Linked DNA regions of Mus musculus: regions 2, 3 and 4 are each linked to region 1. Evidence: chromatin contacts called from public promoter capture Hi-C data. All regions are on one chromosome and are shown on one strand. The core of a region is the stretch at or near the end of the contact, and the rest is flanking DNA. Distances in the headings are between cores, read along the strand shown.

Region 1 (3,811 bases), core at 740-3,239:
GAGAGCGGGGAGAGGCCACAGATCACCATCAAGTGAGCCCAAATGCCCACCTGGGGGTTGTGGTTTGGTCTGTCTGTTCCTGGGGTTTCTGGGGACAGATGAATATCTTCAGGGGACTGAACTTTCCCCCACTTCCACCCCCACAGTGAGATCAGTGAAATCACTAGTATCAAGAAAGAAGATGTCATCTCCACACTGCAGTATCTCAACCTCATCAATTACTACAAGGTTAGGAGGCATGCTCAGGGGATAGATGAGATATGGATGCAGGCTCTGAGCTGACATGAGCTGGCTCTATCTCTTGCTCAGGGCCAGTATATCCTAACTCTGTCAGAAGACATCGTGGATGGGCATGAGCGGGCTATGCTCAAGCGGCTCCTTCGGATTGACTCCAAGTGTCTGCACTTCACTCCCAAAGACTGGAGCAAGAGAGGAAAGTGGTGACACACACTACCCATTGCCATACCACGAGAGCTGGCCGAACCATGGCTAGCACCCTGTCTTGTCCCATTTGAGCTTCGAAGAGGCACGCAAAGTGAGACAGGCCGAAGAACAGACCCAAGAGGAGAAGAGGCCTAGGAGGGGCCCACTAGTGGCCAGTGCCAAGGCAAGCTCAGGTCTAGGCCAACTCCGAGGATAACTGGCTTACTGGCCCAGGTCCGCTCTGAACACGTGGACCAAAGGGATCCAGGCAGCTGTGTACATTAAGATGGGTGGGGAGCATTCTGTACAGGACCGGTGATTGTAAAAATTTCTTTTATAAAGGAGGAGCTGGAGGGTGGGGTGGGCGCTGGTTGCAAAGTTCTGGCCCCTCTTGCCCCCAGAAATAAATTGTTTATATAGGCAGAGCTATCAGGAGTTCTTACCAAACTGGGTGCCATGTAATGGCAGCTTCAGGGTGCTAAGGTGCCCACAGACTCAGGCATTGTGAAGATCTCATTTATTGGGATAGAAACAGTCGCTCCAAGTGGTGAGAAGGGATCTGTGACTGTCATTCTCATGATCTGGTTCTCAGTCCTCAGGGACCTGGGCGTGAATCTGCAACAGGAGTCACTTCTACTTTGTGACTTATAATACACAGCAGTTGGGTGGGGACCCAGCTGCTCAGGGTGATAGCCTCGTCTAAGAGAAAAGTGGGGAATGCCCCCCACCACTGGGAGTTTGGGCCTCCGGAGCCATGATCCCCGTGGTGTTTATTGCCCTAAAGCCCCCAAATCACTAGAGACACTATTCAAATCGGATAGAAGGACTGACCAAGTCTGAGGAGGAAAAGGGCTCCTGAGTATACGTACCGCTGCTGCGAGGCTGGGCCAACCTAGGGCCCTATGCACTTTGGCATCTGGACCCGGGACCGTTTCCAGACCCCACAAGGTGAAATGGCTGAAGCTGCCGGTGGCCCCGATAAGGCGGTCCTGGAAAAGGCCGGGTTGAGACTCGGGACAGCAGCTACTGCCCTCACCCCAAACCTACCATCTCCCTTTGCTCACGAAGTCCCGCTCCAGCGGCTCCTGCGCCTCGTCCGCTTTGTCCTCCGCGTCCCCGGAGAAGTTCAGTTTCCCTATCAACCCCTCTCCCTTCTCCTCCGTCACCATCACGAATCCCGCAAACCCTGGCGGCACAGCTACCTCCTCGCCCCGCAGGCCGCGACCGCGAAACGACGCCTGTAGCCCTGCAGGAGGGACATGCAAAGCCATCAGGCCAGCCTGGCCACGGGAGGATGTACGGGTGGCGTCTGCCGCGGGCCACGAAGCCCGAGAGCCGCGGGGCCTGCTCGGACTCACCGTCTGCATCGTGGCGGACGGCGGGCGTGAAGAAGCGATCTACCGGGGCCGGCCGGCTGACTAGAACGTCGCAGGGCAGGAGGTGCAGCTTAGCCGGTGCGGCACCACGCAGCGAGCCAGGGCGCAGGTGAATACGCTGTTTCCCGTCTGCCGCTTCCTCCGGGTTCTTCATCTCAGAAGCTTGTAAGGTTCAGGCAAAAGCTGGCGGGTGAGGAACGCAGGGCCTGTCGGGAGACCGAGCACACTAGATGCAGAGCCTTATGGGAAACGTAGTCTTTTCTCTGGCTGTTCTCTGTAAGCACCTGCCTTCCTGTGCTCAAGTCTTTATGTGTGATCTCATTCTTGTGCCTCCACTTCCCAGTGCTGGGGTTTAGCTTGCGCCACCGTGCCCACCCAGCCCTAATATTTTTATGGTTTTTGTCGTTTGAAAGCAAGCAAACAACAACAAAAAACTGAACGGATTCCTAGAAGAGTCCTATTTAAATAGGTTGTCTGACAAACTATTTTTGGTGGTGATGAGGATTGGACTCAGGGCCTTGGACATATTAAGCACGTGCTCTAGGACTACCATCCTGTAGGGAAAAAAGGCCAAAGAAAGAACACCCGACCCCTGACTTGACTCTAAAACCAGTGTAAATGTTACAGCTCTGAGGAGAAAGGTATCCTGGCAGTTGGGAGCCAAAAATACTACGAAATCACATCCTACAACAAACCTCACATAAGAGAGTTATTGGAAAAGAGACAGGAGGGAAGGCGGCTGTCTCTGCTCAGAAGCAGCAAAGAACGGAGCAGGAGGGTTTTGGAGATGGGGCAGAACTATCCAGAGTGCTCTGAGAATGGAAGGATTTTGCAACCTGATGTTGGGGCAGCTCAGGGACTGATGCAATCTGTGGCTTCATCTTGGGTGGGTTTTGTTGTTTTGTTTTTTCTTTTCTTTGTTTGTTCGTTTGTTTGAGATAGGGTTTCTCTGTGTAGCCCTGGTTGTCCTGGAACTCACTCTGTAGACCTGGCTGGCCTTGAACTCAGAAATCCGCCTGCCTCTGCCTCTCCTGTGCTGGGATCAAAGGCCTGCGCCACTATGCCTGGCTTGTTTTGTTTTGTTTTGTTTTGTTTTGTTTTGTTTTGTTTTTTCCTTAAGGCAGGGCCTGGTTAATTTCCAGTGGGGCTGGACATAATGATTAGAGAAGTCTTGAGGGCAGGGCCTGGCTGCTCAAACCTCAAGGGAAACACACTGCCCCTGGCCTGTCTCCATGCCTTAAGACTTGGAGATTCCAGCAAATAATATTTCACTGTTGGTCTCCAAGTAATCCTTCCAGCTGCGCTGTATTTCCCACCAGCTCACACTGCACATGCCCCACCAGCTCACACTGCACATGCCCCACCAGCTCACTGCACATGCCCCACCAGCTCACTGCACATGCCCCACCAGCTCACTGCACATGTCCTACCAGCTCACACTGCACATGTCCTACCAGCTCACTGCATATGCCCCACCAGCTCACTGCACATGCCCCACCAGCTCACGCTGCACATGTCCCACCAGCTCACTGCACATGTCCCACCAGCTCACACTGCACATGCCCCACCAGCTCATTGCACATGCCCCACCAGCTCACTGCACATGCCCCACCAGCTCACACTGCACATATTGTACCTCCTTACACCCATTGTCAAGCCATCTCATACGTTCCAGTGGGCTTTCCCAGCCTGAACCACTAATCAATAGCCCGAATAATAGCTCTTAGCTGTACCTTTCAACTATCAAAGGGACTCAGCTGCTCTGACAAGCGTGTGGTCTAACTGAAGCTGCTGATTTGACTCTGCTAAGATGTGTATGGATCTTTTCTGCGGAATTCTGCCACCAACCATGTACAGACCTTAAAATTTGTTTTGTTTTTTGTTGTTTTTGTTTTTGAGCCAGGGTTTTTCTGTGTAGCCCTGGCTGTCCTGAAACTTGCCCTATAGACCAGGCTGGGTTTGAACTCAGGAAATCCACTGGCCTCTGCCTCCCAAGTGCTAGAATTAAAGAC
Region 2 (3,811 bases), core at 677-3,176, 1.4 Mb after region 1:
GTGCCAGGAGGAGGGGCCGTGGGGCTATATTTCCCTGTCCCTCTCTCTGTCACTTTGCCCCAACCCAGGGTCAGCATGCTACCACAACTCAGGCCTATTCCAGAACAGTAGAGCCATTGTGACACCAAAGTCTTCTGGATTCAAGGACCATAAAACAAGTATCTGGAATTTGCTGGGTCCTCTTGCCTTCCAGAAAGCCTCCATCTAGCCCCAGGTACCCCCAGGACTCCAGCCTTTAAAGAACTAACAAATAGCAGCTTCTTCACTGGCACATCAGTGCCCAGCCCAGATGGGGGTGGGTGAAACCCAGGCTCCTCCTCTCTTACCCCTCCACCGCCTAGGTCCAGCTCTTCCTGTCACCTACACAAGGAGAGAACCTTCACCAGCCCCTAGCCTTGGACAAAGGCCATGAAATGGGAGATTAGCACACTAGCCTTTATGCAAAACCCAGGACAGTTGTAGAGCCTGCTGAAAATGTCTGGCCGTGCTTCACTGTGTCTGTTGGCCTGAGCAGTAGAAGCAAATGTCTGTGCTCAGCACTAGGAGTAAACATTTCCCTTCATGCTTTCAGGCAGACCCTAGTGCCCCTATGTTACAGATGAGGAAGCAGGCTCAGAGAGAGAAAAAAAAAAAAAGACTGCCTCCAAGTTCCTATTATAGTGGATGTAGACAGAATGCCAAGGCCAACCTTCTCTGTTTACTGTTTTAAACGCTCAGTTAGCCTCCAGGTCCTCTCTCCTTTCTATCTTCATTTATAGGCAGCACTCAGACTCCTAAACACCTGCCTCCCATACACCACACACGATCTCTACCAGCTTTGTTGCTTTGGCCTCTGGCATTCCTAGCTAGCTTGGCCCTGGGACTTCTGTGTACACCTTTCCTCATTTTAGGGAGCTAGCTACTCTGAAAACACCTGTCTTTGCTCAGGAGCCGAGGACAGCTCCTGAAACCTGCCTACCTAAATAAAGACTTGTTAACTAGTGAAGTATCCGGAGTCCAGTGTTTTAGCTAGTGCTCCCCTCCCAGGTTCAGTAGGTGGGGAGCTGGGAAGTGGGAGGGAGAGGTAGAAAGCACCCCATTGGCTGGGCCCCAGGGTTGACCTTTGCTACGGGCTTACCTTATATCTACATGTATGTTTGAGATTTTTTTTTCTTGAATTATAATCCTAAATCATATTCAGGCAGTAATCCCTCTGCAGACCTGGATACCCCTAAATTTTGTTCATCTGAGTTCATATCCTATACCTCAGTGGGCATCCCGTGTGCAATGGAAAAGCTATCCAGACAGACTCCAATAGAAATGGACAGGCTTCGTTTGGGATCGAACCCCAGCAGTCACTTGCCATTTGTATGGCAAGTGATTTTACCCGCTGAACCATCTCGCCAGTTCTCATCCATCCTTTCAACTATATTCTATTAAAATATCTATTCTGAACTAGGCAGCTCAAATACTCGGTATGCATACATTAGCAAAAGTCCATATTTAGGTGTGTTGAGCCCTTCAGAAAGGGAGCCTTGAAACAAAGCCCAGGCAGTCGCCCAGAAAATGTCAGACCTGCAGGGTCTGTGAGCTTCAGGGAGGTTGTATGGAGTGTCCCTAATACAGCTTACTGTCCCCTAATACAACCGAACAGACACAAGTTTTCTTTCTGGGCAGCTCACAGCACTAAGAAGGGCTGAGGAGTTGCCACTTAAACGTTCATGCATCTGTAATTCTGCCCATTAAATCTTGAACTTGCTCCAGAGTCAAAATGGGAGCCTCTGTGCGCGCGGCTCGGGGCGAGAGCTGGCCCAGGAGAAACCGACAAGGAAGATGGTCTAGTAAAGCCTATTCTATTCATAAGGCTTGCAGGATGGGAGGTCCAGATGTCTGGAACTACGACTCCCGAGAGGCTTTCCGACAGGCGCCATCTTTTCTTCCCACTCGACTTGAGAGTGGGTGAAGCTATTGCGTCAACAGAGCGAGCGGCTGCTGTCGCGGAGAAATGACGTAGGCACAGCCCGGTGCTGTCAGTCAGAGTTCTGCCTGGTCCGGGCCAAGGGTCCCGCGGGACCGGCGGGGCCATGGCGGCCGTATTTGATTTAGACTTGGAGACCGAGGAAGGGAGCGAGGGCGAGGGCGAACCGGAGTTCAGCCCTGCGGTGAGTGTTTCTCTCCGGGCGCGACTGGACCCGGGAGCCCGGCTGGTTAACCAAAACCCTGGCGCTCCCAACTCTGAGTGGTTTGTGACCCCTACAAACCCAGATCCAGCCCCAACCCCAACCCCAGCCCCAGCCCCTGGACCCAATCTTTCCTTTTCTATCCTTGGTCTCTCCTTCCCAACCTTTCCCCATCCCTGCTCCTGTCTTCTATCCTTGGTCCTCTCCCCTGGGCCAAGCAGTTGAGCCTAGGTTGGGAGGAGGTATTCTGGCACCTCCCATGGTTCTTATTACTTGGTTTCTCACAGGACGTGTGTCCCCTTGGCGAATTAAGGGCTGCTGGCCTGGAGTGAGTGAGGGTCTTGCTTGGGGGGTGGGGGTATGGAGTAGGGGTCGGGACTTGGAGTACACTAGAGCCTTTCCCTCATTAACTTATTCTGTCTTTAGGACAGTGGGACACTATGAAGAAGTAGAGCTGACAGAGAGCAGCGTGAACCTGGGTCCTGAGCGCATCGGGCCCCACTGCTTTGAGCTACTGAGTGTACTGGGCAAGGGGGGCTATGGCAAGGTACTAACATCCCTCTCTCCCTGGCGACCTCAGCTCTAGCCTGAGACAGCATACTATCCTTCACACCCAATAGGCTTGTAAATGTACGGAGTCTCTGATGGAATTCAGAGCTGGAGACCTGGGGGAAGGAAGGGCATATCCTTTCAAAATCTGATGGAGATCTTTACTGTTCCACCCTTAAGCTGAGTTTAGACCTTTTGGTCCCTTTAGGGTGGGGCAACCTTGAAGGTGGGGTGTGGTCAGAGAAGTTAATCCTGTCTCCCCTGCCCTACAGGTGTTCCAGGTGAGAAAAGTGCAAGGCACCAACTTGGGAAAAATATATGCCATGAAGGTCTTAAGGAAGGTGAGTCACTCGCTTAGCCAGCAGAGACAGAGTAGCTGCCATCCCCATCAGCCTGTGCCAGGTCTCGGGAAGACAGCCGGAAACATGATAAAGACAGTCCTTATCTTGACACTTGCTGACTTAGCATCTATTGTCATACATACGATTTTGGAGTAATTCTTGGATGGAAGAAGCTGGCCTGCTAGGGCACATATGGCAAGCTTTGATTGTCAGGACTCATGAGGACAGGCAGTACTGTTGGCATTCTGTGAATAGAAGCCCAGGATGCAGCGCAACAGGAACCCACGACAAAGAATTGTGTGGCTCAGTGTGTCAGCAGGGTCAAGTTGAGCTGAACTTGGTAGGATACTGTGTAGTCTCAGGACTTGAATGGGTAAAGCCGGAGGATCTGAGTGGTGGTAGGCCAGCACACCAGGGGCTACATAATGATACCTTGTCTCAAAGAACACAAGAAAGTATCAAGGGTGAGAGACTGAGAGGATAAACCGGTTCCGGAAAAGTTTACTGTTTTTAAGTCACTTCCTCTCAGGAGACAAGGTCTCACTGAAGCTGGGCTGGAGACCCAGTGGTGCTTCTGTGCCCCTCCCACAGGGCACAGGCACGCACAGCCATCGTTGGCTTTTTATATTGCTACTGAAGATTTGAACTCAGATCTTTATGCTTTCATAGTTCACACTTTGAACCTCTGAGTCCAGTGCCCAGTCCTCCCATTGTCTTTGTCATGATCAGATCTTGTGGAGGGCAGACTGGAGAAGCTTCTAG
Region 3 (3,811 bases), core at 853-3,352, 1.4 Mb after region 1:
ACCACCACTTAGAAGTACAGATAGCAGACCTCGGGGGTGGGGGGGCAGAAGGAGATTAATGAGTTGACTACAGGATGCCTCATGCCACAACAGGAAAGAGTGCAACCAAACTGGTGGGTGGAGCATGCCTTTAATCCCATCACTTGGGAGTCAGAGATAGGCAGGAGCTCTAGTGAGTTCAAGGCCAACCAGGTCTACAAAGTGAGTTCCAGGACTGTCAGGGTTTTACCCAGAAAGCCAGTCTCAAAAACAAACGGGGGTGTGGTAATCTCCCCTAATAAGCGATATCCAAGATGAGATTCAAGGAGCGCTATTCCAGGGAACTGAGAAGAGTTCTGTTAACTTTACAAGGCCCCTAAGGATGTGGCCCAAGAACCCAAGCACAGACCCACAACCACTCTCACCCCCGTGGCAGCAGAAGATCTTCTCATCCACAATGGCTGCAATGGGCAGGCAGTTGAAGCAGTCAGTGAACGTCTTCCACAGTTTGATGTTGTATCTTCTCTTGCCTGCGCAAAAGGAAGCGGCTCATAGGGAAGACTACACCCCCAACCCCCAACCCCAGTCTAGGTTTCTGTGCACCCATCCAGGGACAAAGCTGAGAAAAAAAGACCGAAAAGCAAAGAAAGCTTACATTCTTCTCTTTGCTCTACCCTCATCTACCTTCCAGAATTCCAACACCTGAACTCGTCTGGCCCAACCATGATGGTGGTACCCACTCTGGTCCCATGGATGAGGCCAAACCAGGAGTGGGTCTGTTTTATTCATACAGGCATCCTAAATGTTTACTAAGGAATGTACTAGAAGGGGGTGTCATCAGGCAGGGCTGTGGCTTTAGCAAATGGGCAGCCCTGCATGTACATCCATTCACCAGGCCCCTCCTGAGCGCCAAGGACGACAGACGTGTTGCTGGGGCCCTACAGGGCTCATCATTGGGGGTCTTTTGGCACTAGACCAATGTAGGGGGCCCATGAAGAGCAGGGAATGTAGTTCTGGGCAGACAGCAACATTCAAAGCACTTACATTCATCATAGAAGCCATAAATGCGGTTGATGCTGGCACACTCATGGTTCCCACGAAGTAGAAAGAAATTCTCCGGGTATCTGATCTTATAGGCCAGCAACAGGCAGATGGTCTCCAAAGACTGCTTGCCCCGATCTACATAATCCCCCAAGAAGAGGTAGTTGCTCTCTGGAGGGAAGCCACCATACTCAAACAGCCGTAGAAGGTCATAGTACTGGCCATGGATGTCACCTGGGAACCAGAGAAAACTAGGTAGGTGCAAGATGTAAACTTGACCCCAGGGCCAGCAATAGGTTAAAGGGTGGAGGAACACGGTTAATGGGGCACGAGTAGGGGCTATTTTCAGGAAGCAAAAGGGTTCTGTGCAAGGATTTACCACAGATCTTGAGGGGCGCCTCAAGCTCCAGAAGAATGGGCTGGCTCAGGAAAATCTCCCGGGATTTGAGGCACAGACCACGGATCTCGTTCTCTGTCAGCTGCACGTTCTTCCCAGGCCGTGAGCCCTGCACTGAGTACGGAATAGGGTCTTGGGACCCTGACCTCGCAGACCGGACGAGGGTAGGTGTCGCGCCCCCCTAACAGGGGCAACTGTTGCAAGTGAGCCCCCACCCCCTCACCCCGAAACCTTTGCGTCAGGCCTTCAAAGGCAAGATCCGACCCCTTAGCCACCCGGAGGGCCTCCAGAGAAACGCCTGTGCTCAGCAGCCTGTCAGCCGAAGCTTCCTCGCTTCGGGATCCCTTCCCAGCTAGCTTCGCAGGAGCCTCACCCTGAGTCCCGGGCACTCGTGCACCCCCGGCCTCTGAGCGCGCTCCAAAGCCCAGGCGCCCGCGGGGGGGGGGGGTGCCGTGGCCATGGATCCTCACGGCCTGTCCCCGCCCAAGCGACGCTAGCCCCCGGGAGCGGCGGGCCGCCCGCGCGCCACTTCCAGACGGCGAGGGGCCCGGGCTCGGCGCGAGCGCACCTTCCCTACCCCTGCCCACCTTCCAGCAGGCGCCCGATGATGGAGTCCAGGTTGAGCTTCTCGCTGTCGGACATGGCGGCGCCGCCGCTCCGGCCCACCAGCTCCGGGCCCTCTCCTGCCTCCCGCCCTCTTACAGCCTCCTTCCGGCCTGGCTCTCCTTCCGCCCTCCCCAGCCCGCCCCCGGCCCGCCGCCCCTCCTCTTCGGTCGACCGCCCCGCCCCGCCCTGCCGCGTCCGTAGTTCCCCGCTCTCTAGCGCCTCCCCTGGACGGGAAGCTCCGCAGCCCGAGAGGGCCTCGGGCGAGCGGGCGGGGCTGGCAGGGGTGGTGAGCCGGGGTTCGGTAGGGCGGGGTTAGGTCGGCTCCACCCTGGAGGAATCGCCCTGCCGCGTTCAGATGAGTTAGGGCCGGAAGTACTGTAGGAATTGTTTTTCTCTTTCCAAGTCTCTCCCACCCCAGCCCTGCGTGGGACTGTGGTATGAGCATGTTAATCGCTGACTTCTCAAACACTAAATAAATTCCTCGAAGTGCAGAAAAAGAAACTAAGGCTTAATGATACTGAGAGTGGGCTCCAGACCTCCGGAGCCTCACATTCACCTCCATCTTTATGGCCAGACCCATGAACACCTGCTACTGAACTCTAAGCAGTGTTTTGGTCCAGGTTGCCTTGGTGCCTGCTACGTCCATTTTTTTTCCATAAGTGATGTAATACGTTGTATCTCGTTCATGTTGTAAGTCCTTTGTAGAGTACTTGGACTTGTCTAGCATGTGCAAGGCCTGAGGTTCCAGCTCCGGCTCTGGAAGGAACATTAAAGTAGGCTTGGTGTCGTAAACCTATAATTCCAGTGCCTGAAATTCCTGCACTCAGGAGTCTGGACACAGGAGGATCAGAAGTTCAGGGTCATCTCCTGTCTGGGCTACATAAGACCCTGTTCTCACACTACCCCTTCACTCTCAAAACAAAACAAAACAAAAAACCCGGGGCAGGGGGTTGGAGGGGTGGGATGACATTAAAGGATAATTATTATTGGAACCATAAATTGGTTTTACTTGGTAAAACTGAAGGTGGCCTGTCATCTTCAATTTGGGCCAGCCAGGGAATCAATACACCCAGCATCCTCTGGATGGGAGGAGGTCGTGGCTCTGGCACTAGGGCAAGCAGGAAGAACCTCACAGAGGAAGGGGGGAGTCCCCCCACCAGGGAGGGGCCCCCAGCAAGCTGCTGAGCTGAGACTGAGGAGGAAGTGAGAAGAAGAGGTGAGGTGCAGCAAGGAGGTGAGCCGGGCTGCTGGGGTAGGGGCCAGGCTTGGGGCTGGGGCTCTGCACAGAGACTTGGTCTCAGGGTCTACCCGACTCCCCAGCAAAAGAGGGGGCTTAGTCCCCTGTGACTGAGGACTGGTGGCTGGAATCCCCAGCCTGAGTCTGGCTGTTCACACTGGCTCTCTGTATGTCTTGCAGCCTGTGACACTGGGGTCCAGGGCAGAATGGCCCAGGCCCTGGGAGAGGACTTGTTATCAGAACTACAGGATGATTCTAGCTCCCTAGGGTCTGACTCAGAGCTGAGTGGGCCCAGTCCATATCGCCAGGCTGACCGTTATGGCTTCATTGGGGGCAACTCAGGTGAACTGAGGTGAGTGAGGCATGGGTAGGGGAGAGAGTAGGGTCCAGAGACTGAGGACACTAGCCCAAAACTCAGCTGCTGGTGTCACTGCTCGGTTCCGCGTGGTGGGGTGGGGGTGGGGGTGGGGTGTGCTTTATCTCTTTATCCTCTGACGATCTGTACCTTCCCCTAAAGCTGAACATCCTTTCCCTTTTAACCTCTGGTCCAA
Region 4 (3,811 bases), core at 380-2,879, 1.0 Mb after region 1:
GGTGAGTTTGCTGCCCTGCCCCTCTCTCATCACACAGGCTCCCCATTCCCCTCTCGAGATAAGGAGTCTTCCTTGGATTGGCATCAGGTGAGTTCCTGGAAGGCTAACCCCACAGAATGTGTGTGTGTGTGTGTGTGTGTGTGTGAGAGAGAGAGAGAGAGAGAGAGAGAGAGAGAGAGAGAGAGAGAGACTTGATGTGATTCCCCATAAATGATCTTGGTGGCCCAGTGACTCCTTGGCAATCCCAATCCACAAAGAACCTGGGGCCAAGAACACTGTGAAGAGAAAGAAGCCCCTCTCAGCCCTCATATCCCTGAAAAGGGCAGCAAAAGCAGACCTGAAGGTAAGTCCTGAGAGACCAGCTACTGGAGAGCAGAAGCCAGGGCTGGCAGCAAACCTGCACAAAATTACAGGCAGAAAATGGCAAGGCCCTTTTGGATGGAGTCAGAGCAGAGGCAAGTGGGAGCAGCCACCACCACTAGAGCTGGTGGGGCCAGGAGGCCCAATGTTAGCCTGCACTATGCCTGCCTGCCTGCCTAGGCCTAGCTCTCTTTTTTTCCTAGTACTGTGGTTTGGCAGCTCTGAAGCCCAGTTTCCTCATCTGTAAATTCAGGTGCCACTTCTAGCCCAGATAGATCATTCCCGGACCAACTGAGACAGAGACCTGAAAGTACTAAATCTTGGTAATGAATGCCAGCTGTTGTCACTCTTTCTCACTGTCTTTTCTCCTCCCACATGAATGGAGGGATATAGAAGAAATATTCCCAATCTCCCCAAAGCCCTATACAGATCACACCAGCATCCCTATACATATACATATACATATACATATACATATACATATACATACACATACACATACACATACACATACACATACATATACATACATACATGTTCACACATGCATGTATATACACCAAGGTCCTCTTGCTAACTGCCCCAAGGCCCTCCATCAAAGCCTTTCTCTGTATAGAGGTAGCATGAAGTCTGCTATATACCAATCCCTCCAAGGTTTTCTGAGTAGGATATTGATATGAGTCATACCAACACATACACACAAAAAGAGACAGACACAGAGAGAGAGAGAGAGACAGACAGACAGAGAGAGACAGACAGACAGACAGACAGACTAGTCCTCTAGCACAGAGCATGCTTTCATCACATGTAAAAACCTAGCCTAGCAGTTGATTAAGATTTATAGGGCCATACCTGCTCTGGAACAATTACCTTGTACCAGCCACCAACACACATACACAGAGAGAGAGAGACAAGAGACAGAGACAGAGAGACAGAGGCACACAGAAAGAGACAGAGAAGGAGACACACACTGTCGCACACATACAGAGCGAGTGAGAGAGAGAGAGAGAGAGAGAGAGAGAGAGAGAGAGAGACTAGTCCTCTAGCAATCCCAATTGAAAGCTAGCATGCTTTCATCACATGTAAAACCCTAGCCTAGCAGTTGATTCAGATTTATAGAGCCATACCTGCTCTGGAACAATTACCTTGTACCAGCCAAGCACCTAGGTGTGCTGCACACAGAGGACGTGATAGAGGATCCACAGGCAGTAACTGCTCCACCCGAGGTCATTGGCCCCAGAATACAAAGTTCTCCAGCACTAGACTGCTGGAGGCCTGGGCTGTAGCCAAGGCTGAAATCAGGGGAAGGGGCGCCGCCTCCTGAGGCCATCATGGGCCACTGGCTGCCTAGGAGGGCCGGGCCAGAGAGGCGGGGCAGTGGGTCATGCAGAAAGTAGATGAGCAGTGGCCTAGAGCCTGTTCCCTGGGCCCTCAGGAATACACAGAATTACAAGACAATACCTGCTAGAAAGCAGCTGCAGACTTTTGTGGTGGATTTTGGACATACTGCCACTTGAAGTTCAAGGCATAAAAATGTCACTCAGAAAGTAGAATGGTACCTAGACAGGCTGCTTGGTAGGGACTGTGCCAGGCATGATGGAGGGCAAGGGTCACATTAGCCTGAAGGCTGGTTCACTACTACAGTCACAGGAGGCCTGTGCTGCAACCAGCCTCTCCCCTAATTCAATGCACTGCCAGACACAAGACAAGGCCGTCACAGACAAGAGAACATACCACCTTGTTCCTAAGCATCTCCATAGCTGATCTAGCCTTTCCCTCACTGAATGAATCCCACTGCCCTCACAGGCCTACACTCAGGAACTTTTAAAATCATGATCAGCCAGAGAGATCCAGCCGCAGGACAGCTGTGGACCCACTGGGTCCCCTTAGGGCCCCACAGATGTTGTGACAGCCAACGGAGTGTTGAGTTCCAGGGTCTGAGATAACTCCAGTGATAAGGTTGACCAAGTTGCACCTGAGTCTCAGCAAATTCTCAAAGCTGAAGGGACAGAACCGTCTGCACAGCTCAGGGGGTATCATAGAGCTTGGGGGCCAGGTGAGAGAGCTCAGGGGTATCATAGAGCCTGGGGGTCAGGTGAGAGAGCTCAGGGGTATCATAGAGCCTGGGGGTCAGGTGAGAGAGCTCAGGGGTATCATAGAGCCTGGGGGTCAGGTGAGAGAGCTCAGGGGTATCATAGAGCTTGGGGGCCAGGTGAGAGAGCTCAGGGGTATCATAGAGCCTGGGGGTCAGGTGAGAGAGCTCAGGGGTATCATAGAGCCTGGGGGTCAGGTGAGAGAGCTCAGGGGTATCATAGAGCTTGGGGGCCAGGTGAGAGAGCTCAGGGGTATCATAGAGCTTGGGGGTCAGGTGAGAGAGCTCAGGGGTATCATAGAGCCTGGGGGTCAGGTGAGAGAGCTCAGGGGTATCATAGAGCCTGGGGGTCAGGTGAGAGAGAAGCAGAGCACCTAGGGTGGTAGGAAGACCTTGGGTGGGCACTGAATAGTGTGGTACCCTCCAAGCCCCCCAGAATTCCTCGTTTGGGTACTAAAGGGGACCCAACCTGTCCTGGCATCCTAATCTAATGTGACCATCCTCTTTCCTCACAACAGTGCCTCTTGGGAAGGTGTTTCCAATTACAGCCCTTCAGGCTGGCACTATTCCAGATGTCTCCTGTCATCCTCATCCCAAAAGATAGCATGGCTAGAGAGAGTAGTGGGAATGGGGGGCAGGCTTTCACTTAGACCACACAGTACCCTATTAGGGGAGTACTTGGTTGGATGGTTACCATGAAGTCCTCGTAGTTGACAATGGTTCAGACTCCAATTTAAATCCTCTGAGGGAAAGCCCTCCTACTTGGTGACATCAATAGTGGAGACCTGAAGTTTGCATTAAGCCTGAAGCTTCCAGAAAGTTCCTTTCCTTCTACATGGGAAAAGCACTCTGATTCTGCAGGCACAGCAACTGGTCCAGAGCACATGCCTCAGGGGATACCATACTGTCTTCCTTGGAGTGACACACAAGTAGAACTCCTTTCCTGCCCACAGAGATGGGGGAGATGGCAAAAGAACAAGCAACCCACTGTTCCCCAAGATCCTTCATCCCATGTTCCTCTTCAGAACACCAGCAACCTGAAGAGGCCTGTTTGCTATTTTCTGCAAATGCTGGCTAACAGATCTCATTCTTGTCTCGGGTTGTGCATTAAAAACAGGGAAATTCCAGGAGCTTGAAAGAACCCAGATGTCCTTCAACAGAGGAATGGATACAGAAAATGTGGTACATTTACACAACAGAGTACTATTCAGATTCATGAAATTCTTAGGCAAATGAATAGAACTAGAAAATATCATCCTGAATGAGGTAATCCAATTGCAAAAGAACATACATGGTATGCACTCACTGATAAGTGGATATTAGCCCCAAAACTCCAAATAACCAGGATACAATTCACAG

What was found. Promoter capture Hi-C pulls out the DNA fragments that hold promoters and counts their contacts.
Region 2: a contact with region 1 is called in a promoter capture Hi-C map of liver, with 4 times the contacts expected there. A contact is called at or near these places in 1 of 39 promoter capture datasets (liver) and 1 of 130 datasets of targeted methods (pancreatic cancer cells).
Region 3: a promoter capture Hi-C map of liver shows a contact between it and region 1, with 6 times the contacts expected there. A contact is called at or near these places in 2 of 39 promoter capture datasets (both in liver) and 1 of 9 other capture datasets (adipose tissue).
Region 4: a promoter capture Hi-C map of liver shows a contact between it and region 1, with 3 times the contacts expected there. A contact is called at or near these places in 1 of 39 promoter capture datasets (liver) and 1 of 130 datasets of targeted methods (large pre-B cells).

Annotation. Positions count from the first base shown.
Region 1 is chr19:5,600,051-5,603,861 of GRCm38.p6, reverse strand. Rnaseh2c (ribonuclease H2, subunit C) reads right to left here and starts at 1,989. Exons shown (of 4, transcript NM_026616.2): 1 at 1,782-1,989; 2 at 1,488-1,669; 3 at 1,293-1,412; 4 at 903-1,038. The coding sequence starts at 1,953. The coding sequence ends at 1,012. It overlaps Kat5 (K(lysine) acetyltransferase 5), which reads left to right. Exons shown (of 14, transcript NM_178637.2): 12 at 1-32; 13 at 147-228; 14 at 310-848. The coding sequence ends at 444.
Region 2 is chr19:4,161,498-4,165,308 of GRCm38.p6, reverse strand. Rps6kb2 (ribosomal protein S6 kinase, polypeptide 2) reads left to right here and starts at 1,926. Exons shown (of 15, transcript NM_021485.3): 1 at 1,926-2,141; 2 at 2,447-2,487; 3 at 2,586-2,706; 4 at 2,981-3,049. The coding sequence starts at 2,064. Carns1 (carnosine synthase 1) reads left to right here. Exons shown (of 10, transcript NM_134148.2): 10 at 1-985.
Region 3 is chr19:4,190,465-4,194,275 of GRCm38.p6, reverse strand. It overlaps Ppp1ca (protein phosphatase 1 catalytic subunit alpha), which reads right to left and starts at 2,102. Exons shown (of 7, transcript NM_031868.2): 1 at 2,005-2,102; 2 at 1,400-1,531; 3 at 1,024-1,254; 4 at 405-509. The coding sequence starts at 2,059. Tbc1d10c (TBC1 domain family, member 10c) reads left to right here and starts at 3,229. Exons shown (of 10, transcript NM_178650.3): 1 at 3,229-3,257; 2 at 3,441-3,612. The coding sequence starts at 3,467.
Region 4 is chr19:4,592,137-4,595,947 of GRCm38.p6, reverse strand. Pcx (pyruvate carboxylase) reads right to left here and starts at 1,629. Exons shown (of 20, transcript NM_008797.3): 1 at 1,506-1,629.